Linked DNA regions of Zea mays: region 2 is linked to region 1. A link is a contact called in public Hi-C data. All regions are on one chromosome and are shown on one strand. Each heading gives the region's core, a stretch centred on a gene start, on an enhancer-like site or on the middle of the called end of the contact. The rest is flanking DNA. Distances are from core to core; before and after follow the strand shown. Region 1 holds the start of LOC103638302 (very-long-chain 3-oxoacyl-CoA reductase-like protein At1g24470). Region 2 holds the start of LOC100279464.

Evidence for each region. Hi-C and Micro-C count contacts between places; a contact is called where the count stands out from the background.
Region 2: a Hi-C map of leaf shows a contact between it and region 1, with 2.6 times the contacts expected there. The contact joins the promoter of LOC100279464 here to the promoter of LOC103638302 in region 1. A contact is called at or near these places in 4 of 25 Hi-C or Micro-C datasets (ear, endosperm and leaf).

The regions. Positions count from the first base shown.
Region 1 is chr9:42,906,699-42,911,262 of Zm-B73-REFERENCE-NAM-5.0, reverse strand. It overlaps LOC103638302 (very-long-chain 3-oxoacyl-CoA reductase-like protein At1g24470), which reads left to right and starts at 2,947. Exons shown (of 4, transcript XM_008661253.2): 1 at 2,947-3,317; 2 at 3,450-3,738; 3 at 4,207-4,276; 4 at 4,427-4,564. The coding sequence starts at 2,987.
Region 2 is chr9:43,136,229-43,140,700 of Zm-B73-REFERENCE-NAM-5.0, reverse strand. It overlaps LOC100279464, which reads left to right and starts at 1,955. Exons shown (of 6, transcript NM_001367372.1): 1 at 1,955-2,196; 2 at 2,294-2,359; 3 at 3,498-3,572. The coding sequence starts at 2,003.

The DNA.
Region 1 (4,564 bases), core at 1,698-4,197:
CTTGCACGAGCGCCGTGCCATGCTTAGGTCGTAGCCTCGGCCCGTAGTGCTGGCTGAGCCCAGCACGATTATATTTTTTATTTTACAAAAAATCTTATATACATATGAACAATTTATATTATTTATTAAAAACACCTCATCATGATGTTCTACTGGTTCGATGGCTTCACTCAGTGTCTCTCGCCCTTCTTCCATTATAGGACTGGGTTCGAACCCCACCTCCTGCACCGCTAATTTAACCAAATGGACTGACGGGCTAACGGGTCGGCCTGACACGGTCAGCAAGCTGGCGTGTCGTGCCTAGGTTGGAGCTGCAGCCCACGGGCATCGGGCCTAGCGGGCCCGTGCAGGGGTGCACGGAGGGGACGGACGTGCAGCGGGTTAATTTGAAAAAGATGTGAGGGGTTATTTGTAAAAAGATGACGCGGAACGACCGTTGAAACTGATGCTTTTATACATACTAGTCGGTTGCCCGTGCGTTGCGACGGCTCACAACAATACCCACATAAATTATCCACCAAAAAGATTTCAAGATTTTTTATTGATTGTCTCTGCTCTCCACATAATATTTTTTTTATTTGACTAACCGAGTCAACATCGTAGTAAAGGAAAGGCCATGTAGACAGGCGATGATGATCCATCGAATGGGTACCATAGGCAGCGAATCAGGGATCCCGATCCCCCGGCTCCCCCATTTCCAAGGTTTCGTAGAGCGGGAAGTGAAGGGAAGAGACAGTCATACCTGTTCGTTGCCGGAGAAGGACATGACGAAAACATGGACATCTAGAGGCGACATAGGTAGTATACCGCTAGATACATATAGGGAGAGAGCACGCAAGCGGAGAAAGAAATCCAGCCAGAGCAGCTCCAAACTGAGAGGCACCCGCACCACACGTCAGTCCGAAAAGGGCGAGAGAATGCGAGTGCCTTCTAGCCCTAGACCCATCATTATTGTGTGGAGGTATAGATGGCCAAATGGGTCGTGTCTGGCGAGCTGGTCCGAGGCACGACCCATTTAATAGTGCATGGGCCAGCCCGACACGATCGTCGTGTCGTGCTTGGGCTGTAGCCACGGCCCGTAGTGCTGATCCGGCCCAGCACGATTATATTTTTTATTTTATAAAACTCGTATATACAAATATACAATTTATATGCAATATTAAAAATAATTAACCATGATGTTCTACTGGTTATATGGCTTCACTCAGTGTTTCCTGCCCTTCTTCCATCAGGGTTTGGGTTCGAACCCCACCTCCTGCACCACTTTTTTTAATATTTTACACTAATTTAACCACCCGACCAGCTAACGGGCAGGACGTGGAGGTTGTGTGCATGGAGGGATGCAGCGGGTTAATTAGAGATAAATGTAAGTGGTTATTTGTAAAGTTATGACGTATGACGACAGTTGAAACTGGTATATATATATACTAGTTAGTTACCTGTGCGTTGTGACGGCTCACAACAATACCCACATAAATTATCCACCAAAAAGATCTCAAGATTTTTTATTGGTTGTCTCCGCTCTTTGCATAATATTTTTTATGAACACACGGGTACCATAGGTAGCAAATCAGAGACCCCCATCCCTCGCCTCCCCCACTTCCAAGGTTTCGTAGAGCAGAAGGGGAAGGGAAGAGACGAACATATATATTCATTGCCAGAGAAGGGCACGACGAAGACATAGGCATTTGGAGGCGACATAGGTAGTATACCGTTAGATATATAGGGAGAGAGCATGCAAGCGAAGAAAGAAGCCCAGCCGGAGTAGCTCCAAACCGAGAGGCACCCGCACCAGGCGTCAATCCGAGAAGGGCGAGAGAATGCGAGTGTCTTCCCAGCCCTAGACCCACCGAAGCGACACAACACCACCACCAACTCCGTAGCATATGCCGACTGCTACCACGCTATGGGCATTGGTTGTCCAATATCTCAGACCTGGATTCTTCATCGCCAAGATAACCTAAGCGTGGCAGACGCCACCATATCCTCCTCGATGGCACGCACGGAGAAAGGTCAGGAGCATGACCGACTCGGGTCGTACCCGCGTCGATGAGCATCTGTCGGCTCGCAGCTGCGACCGTGGGCGAGGTTAGCAGGTTGGGGAGGAAGAATAGGGCGAAGGCCGGGAAGATGATCGAGACGTCCGACGACGGCGAAAACGATGGTGCGCGCATGATGTGAAACGTCCTCGTGGATGTGCAATAGCCACTGCAGTAGTAGGTGTCGAGGCTGGTGTCGGACAAATACGGGGAGGAGGCGCATGCTCCTGCATCCCCTGCCGATAATGAGGTGGCGTGGAGGTGGAGGCATGAGGGGAGAGAGAAAAGAAGTAGAATGACGAACGAGGTGATGGCAACTAAGGCGATGACCATCATTATCGTGCGGAGGTATAGATGGCAAAATGGACCGTGTCTGGCGAGCCGGTCCGAGGCACGACCCATTTAATAGTGCCTGGGCCAACCCGACACGAGCGTCGTGCGGTGCATGGGCCGTAGCCTCGGCCCGTAGTGCTGGCCCGACCCGACACAATTATTTTTTTATTTTTTAAAAAAATCATATATAATTATGTATAATTATTATTCAATATTATAAACATCTGAGCATTATGTTTTATTGGTTAGATAGCTTTGCCAATTGTTTCTCACCCTTCTTACATCAGGGTGTGGGTTCAAACCCCACCTCTTGCATTGTTTTTTAATATTTTATGACGCAAAACGACCGTTAAAAACTGGTGCTTTAATTTATATATATATATATATATATATATATATATATATAAACACACACTAGGCCTATTGAAGCCGTTATGAATGCTAATTAATAGCTTAGCCCTGTCTCGATCGAGTTAGTTGGAGAGGTGTTAGCTACGATCTAGAGTAGCAGAGAAATGGACGCCGCAAATTCCACCCACGTTTTGCATGGTCTATATATGTATGTATAGTGGCATCTGCTGTGTAGCTGAAAGCTGAAGGCAGAAGCAGAGATAATGGACGACGTACATGTCTGGTTCGTCTCGCTGGCCTGCCTTGGTGGTTTGTACATCGCCGCCATCTGCTGGCGGCCCCTCGCCTATCTCGCGTTGTGCCTGCGCGGGCCGAAGGACCTCCACCGCTACGGCTCATGGGCCATGGTGACTGGCCCGACCTCCGGGCTCGGCCGGTCCATGGCCATGGAGCTCGCGCGACGGGGCCTCAACCTCGTCCTCCTCGACCTCGACGCCAACAACCTCCAGGAGACCTCCGAGGCCATCAAGTCCGTCCACCCCGTGAAGATAAGGACTGTGGTTCTAGACCTCTCCCTCGTCGCCACACCAGAAGGTACGGTGAGATGAGATCGATATCGATCCACGCACACACACGGATCACTACTAGCCTGAACACGGGTTGATCCTGTGCTCGTGCTCGATCTCTAGTAACATGATCGATGAGCGCTTGTCTTTTGCCTGGCAGGCGACAAGGCGATCCGCCGTCTGCGGGAGGCGATCGAGGGGCTGGACGTGGGGATACTGGTGAACAACGCGGCGGTGAACACGCCTGGCGCGGTGTACCTGCACGAGGCGGACATCGAACGCTTTGTGCGGATGATACGGGTGAACCTGTGGGGGCTCACCGAGGTCACGGCCGCGGTGCTGCCCAGCATGCTAGCGCGGCGGAGGGGTGCCATCGTTAACGTTGGATCGGGCTCCACGGTGGCCGTCCCGTCCTTCCCTCTGTACACCGTCTACAGCTCCACCAAAAAGTATATAATTATACTACGTGAGGCATTGTTAATTGTGCTTGTTTTCGTTCTAACGATTTTGCATGCATGCTATTAAAACAAGCTAGCGTCTCAGCGTCGGAGTTTTCGTCAATGTTTAAACAAGTAATTATGACAATTAATTAGAAGCATTTGTTTACAATACAGTTTAGATGCCAATGCAAGCTAGCTACGAGAACACGACATATATATATATATATATATATATATATATATATATATATATATATATATATATATATATATATATATATATATATATATAAGCAGTCAAGGAATTTCTTTTGTCAATGTTTAACCAAGTAATTATGACAATTAATTAAAAGCATTTATTTCACGGGTATAAATTATATACAATACAGTTTAGATGCCAAGCTAGCTACGACTACGAGAAGACGACATATATATATTTATATATATAATACAGTGTGGTGTTCATCCCATCTCCAGGTATGTGGCTCATCTCTCCAGAAGCCTTTACGTCGAATACAAGAGCAAAGGAATCGACGTCCAATACCAGGTCCGTACTGATCGACACTGGCCGCCGGTTTCAGTTCAACATCGATCCAGCTGATCGAGCAAGCATGAGCTGGCGAGGCCGGTGACTACACACCAGCACAGCACAGTCACAGTATCGACCTGCTAATAACGTACGTACCTTGCCTTGCAGGTCCCGTTCTATGTGCACACGCGCATGCTGTCGAGCGCCGTGAAGGCCAAGCTCCGGCCGTGGTTCGTGGCGACGGCGGAGGACTACACCAGCACGGCGGCGCGGTGGATCGGGAACGGCCCGGTGTGTGTTCCCGGC
Region 2 (4,472 bases), core at 706-3,205, 230 kb before region 1:
GGACGCGATTTCTCCCGAGGTCAAGGTCGAGGCCGAGCCCTGGGGTCGGGCGAGGCGGAGACCACCTTCCGAGGCCAAGGGTGAGGCCGAGCCCTGGGGTTGGGCGAGGCGGAGACCTCCTCCTGAGGCCGAGGCCCAAGGTCGGGCGAGGCGGAGCTTCCTGTTGCGCCTGAGGCTAGACTTAGCTGTTGTCAGCCTCACCCTGGTGGGTGGCACAACAGTCGGAGAGGGGCGAGCGGTGCTGTTTTCCTGTCAGGTCGGTCAGTGGAAGGGCGAAGTGACTGCGGTCACTTCGACCTTGCCGACTGAGGCACGTGTGTCAGGATAAGGTGTCAGGCGCTCCTCGCATTGAATGCGCCTACGATACGGTCGGTTGGTGAAGGCGAGTTGGCCAAGGTTGCTTCACAACGAAGCCTGCCCGAGCTGGGCTTCGGGCGAGGCGTGAATTCGCCTGGGACTACTGTTCCCGCCCGAGGCTGGGCTCGGGCGAGGTGAGATCGCGTCCCTTGAGTAGACGAAGCCTTGACCTGAATCGTGCCCATCAGTCTCTGCAGCTTGTGCTGATGGTGGTTACCAACCGTGTTTAGGAGTGCTGTGGGTACCCCTAATTACGGTACCCGACAAGGTGTGTGTTCCCCTATTTTTTTGGATGAACACTAACTACATCTTATCTGTATATGACCCCGATGTGGCATGGCATTTTTGCCTCATCCCGAGACAAATACATTGTTGGTAGCTTCTGGATTTCCAGTAACGAGTAGAGTAGCTTCGATCTGGGTTTAGGGTCGCATGACTTGGTGGCTATGTACATCTCTCTGTTATAAATAGATAATGAAGTCAAGATTTGTTGCGAGAACCAAAAAATTACGCTAATGGTTATGAGGTGAATAAAGTACCCTGCTATGAGTTTGAGATAATTCAATGTTGTGTGAGAAAGAGCAAAACCTTGACCAGGATTCCCTTGTATGAGATAATTTCATGTGATTCTAAACTGAATGGTTATACTCTCTCTTCTTTTGATTTGGCCACTTCTATTTTCTCTGTTTTGTTATAGCACGAAGCTTATTTGTGTCTAATTTATAGGAACGATGTTAGCGAAAGTCAATTTAATCTGGTGCTGAACATTGAGTTGCAATAAATCATCGATGGAGACTGAGTCACCGCAGCCAGAAACCACTGTCTCAAGGTGCTGAACATTGAGTTGCAACAAATCATCGATGGAGACCGAGTGATCGCAGCCAGAAACCACTGTCTCAATTTGAGGAGATTTTCCATCTATGTTTGTTAGAAGGCATAATGCCTATTTATCTCTTGTATTGGAACATTTGGCAATTAAGAAATAGAAGATTACTTCCCCAATATCCCTTCTTCCTAATCTCACCTTTCACGACTTCTCGGGAACAATCACTTGCTATTACTGACTGGCATGTTCACTCCTCATATGTCAGATATTGGGGTTGATATATATGTTGTTCGTTTTCATGTAATTGTTGTGCACTAACATTTATTAAATAATTTATACACTGTCGCAACGCACGGGCACTTATCTAGTAGCTTATAGAACACTCTTAGACTCACTCTTCTATAATGAAAATGTAGCACATAAATATCTCCGACATCTTGCTAATAATGACATACAAAAATATTTTACATAAAACCGAATTAAATTAATTGGTATATGTCTAAATTATTATTATTAGAATATAATTCAATTCTAATGATCTAAACGGAGCATTAGGAAAATGGAAATTATTTGGAAAAATGAAATTCCCAAACTAGCCCTACGTGTGTAAATCTGGTGAAATTTCTGCGCCCCAAATAAACAGCCCAGATTCCTGAAGGAGTGGAAGCTCATTTCTGGGGGCTTGCGGCCCGTAGGGACAAGGCCCACGAGGCTACAGTTTAGGCAGAGGGTTCTTCGGTTCTTCCTTCGCCATCTTCTCAGTTCCCTCCCCACACCGTTGCGGCGCGGCACCACCTGAACCCGACCACCGCCCACACCATGTTGTCCCGATTGCCGGCGACGGTGAGCCTTCTTCGCCGGTCGCTCCGAGAACCGCGCGGCTTCAGCTCCTCTGTGCTGGCTTCATCTAAGGAAACGGCCGACGGAAAGCTGGTGGCGTCGGTGCTTTTCGAGCGCCTCCCCGTTGTCATCCCCAAGATCCACCCCGTTGTCTACGCTTTCCAAGAATTCTCGTATGGAGGATCCGCCCATCCAGTTCGCTCTCTTATATGATCTTGCTTCTTTATGCTTATTTGGTTTTGCGTGACTTTGGTTCGTTTCTCTGTTTAGATTTCGGTGGAGGCAGCAGTACAGACGGCAATACCCCGAGGAGGTCCTCGGCAAGGCCGACGCGAGGTGATATCCCTCTCCCTTACTTGTGTCTCATGTGTCATAAACTTATTTTTCCTAAATTACCGCCCCCACTCTCTCATTTCTGGTTGTTCTGATTTTGCTGTGAAGGTATGGTAACATTTTCAATTTCAAAATGGGATGGGATGAGTGCATTTTTGTGGTGCATTAACCCAAGAGCCTTAAAATAATCCTTCTAAAATTGCCAGAAGAGAGAAAAAGAGTGTTTTTGTGGTGCATTATCATAGGATCTTGATTAGTATTTAGAAAAAAAGACAGGCGGTGATAACTACTTCCTCATTTCCAAATAGTAAGCCATTTTGACTTTTTTTAGGTATATAGCCTTTTATTCAGATACATGGCTTTTACTTTATATATCTAGACATAATGTATATGTAGGCACAAAGCTATGCACCTAGAAAAGACTAGAAAAGCCAGAACAGCCTACAATTTTGAGCGGAGGGAGTAGTACATAAATTATGCAACTATCTTACGAGTGTTTTGGCAATTGTCAATAAATGCAAATGTATTTTCAAATTCCCTAGCATCTAGAATGGAGGGAGTGGCAGTGGAAATGGGAGCGTGTGGTGCTCTGTGTTCGAGCCCTATGTTTATGTTTGAATTAGCTTATTATGCATTTAGACCTTATGTTATGTTTTAATTTGAATTTAGAAATTGTGGAAAAATGATGTTGAATTTTGTGTATGTGTATTAGAAACATGATAATTTTTCCTATGATCCTGAAAGTGATATTGGGGCAGCCCTAATACCACGACATTATTGGTAGTGGCAGAGGAACGGTTCTACTCTACTAAAATAGGACCAAAACGAAATGTAAAAAGGTACCCATGTTGGGTCGCACTTAGAGAAATTGCGAATGGGCTCATGATAGATGATGTGACATTCTTGAGCTCTATACTTAAACGCAGAACAGACTACATTGGAACTTGGTTAAAAAATGAAGTGGTAAATAAACTTGACATGTCTTCATTACGTGACTCAGGTCACTACTTGTTTATTATAAGCTATGGCTCCTATCTGGCACCAATACATGGGAGTTTTACTATGGCCTTCTCATTATTATCCTTTTGACTCACTCTTTTTTTTGGGTGTGAAAAATATCCTAATTCTTTTCTTTCTGTAGGGGTAAGGGTGATTATCATATTGATTATGTGCCTGCTCCAAGAATTACCGAGGCTGACAAAACAAATGACCGGAAGTAAGTTTTGCACCTCCATGTCTTATTAGTTTCTATATGGTTCTTCCAAGCAGAGACTGTCATGTCTTAAGGCTAGTTTGTATTCATACACTCAGGCGTTCTGCATGTCTCTATTAACTATGATAACTAACTGTACTGCAAATGCAATTGTGCCATGAAATTGCATTTCTTTGTGCAATGTCCCTAATTAAAATATTGCTACCATTTGCTAGGCAACCATAACACCCAAAACATTATTAAATATGTTTTGCAATTTGGTCATGAAATAATCATAGGGGTCTTCCTTTTTCTTTCGATTTGTGGTAGAATTTCTTGGATTTATCCAATACTATGGAATGTTGATTGTGGAGGGAGTTTGTATCCCTGAAAGCTATGTATTTCTCCTGTTCTCTAACAATTCATTGGTGCTTCCCTGTTCTACCTCTTACGGGCATGTTCGGTTGCAAGGGGATAGGAGGGGATTTTTTTTTTCTCGAACACGCAGGAGAGCTGCGTATCATTTCATTAAAAGAAGGATGATAATTACAATGACCTAAACACCACTCACACAAACACACACAAACAACACTAGTAATAACCACCTTCTAACCGGGGTTGAACACAAAAGCTAGGTCCGAAAGACGGGTCAAGCCTTTGGCCCTCGCAAAACACCACATATTGAACTCATCACTGGCTGAGGTAAGCAATCCAGCTATAGAAGGCTGAGCACCATTGAAAACACAGTCATTGCGGTGTCTCCAGATAGTCCAAGCCCCAAGGATCACCAAGGAGTTAAGGCCATCTCTGAGGTTTTTAGGAGTAACCTCAGCCGATCTACTCCACCAAGCTTCAAAATTGATATCTTCCATCCCGGGGGAGAGGGCGGACAGACCGACACATTGGAGAAGAAGATACCAAAAA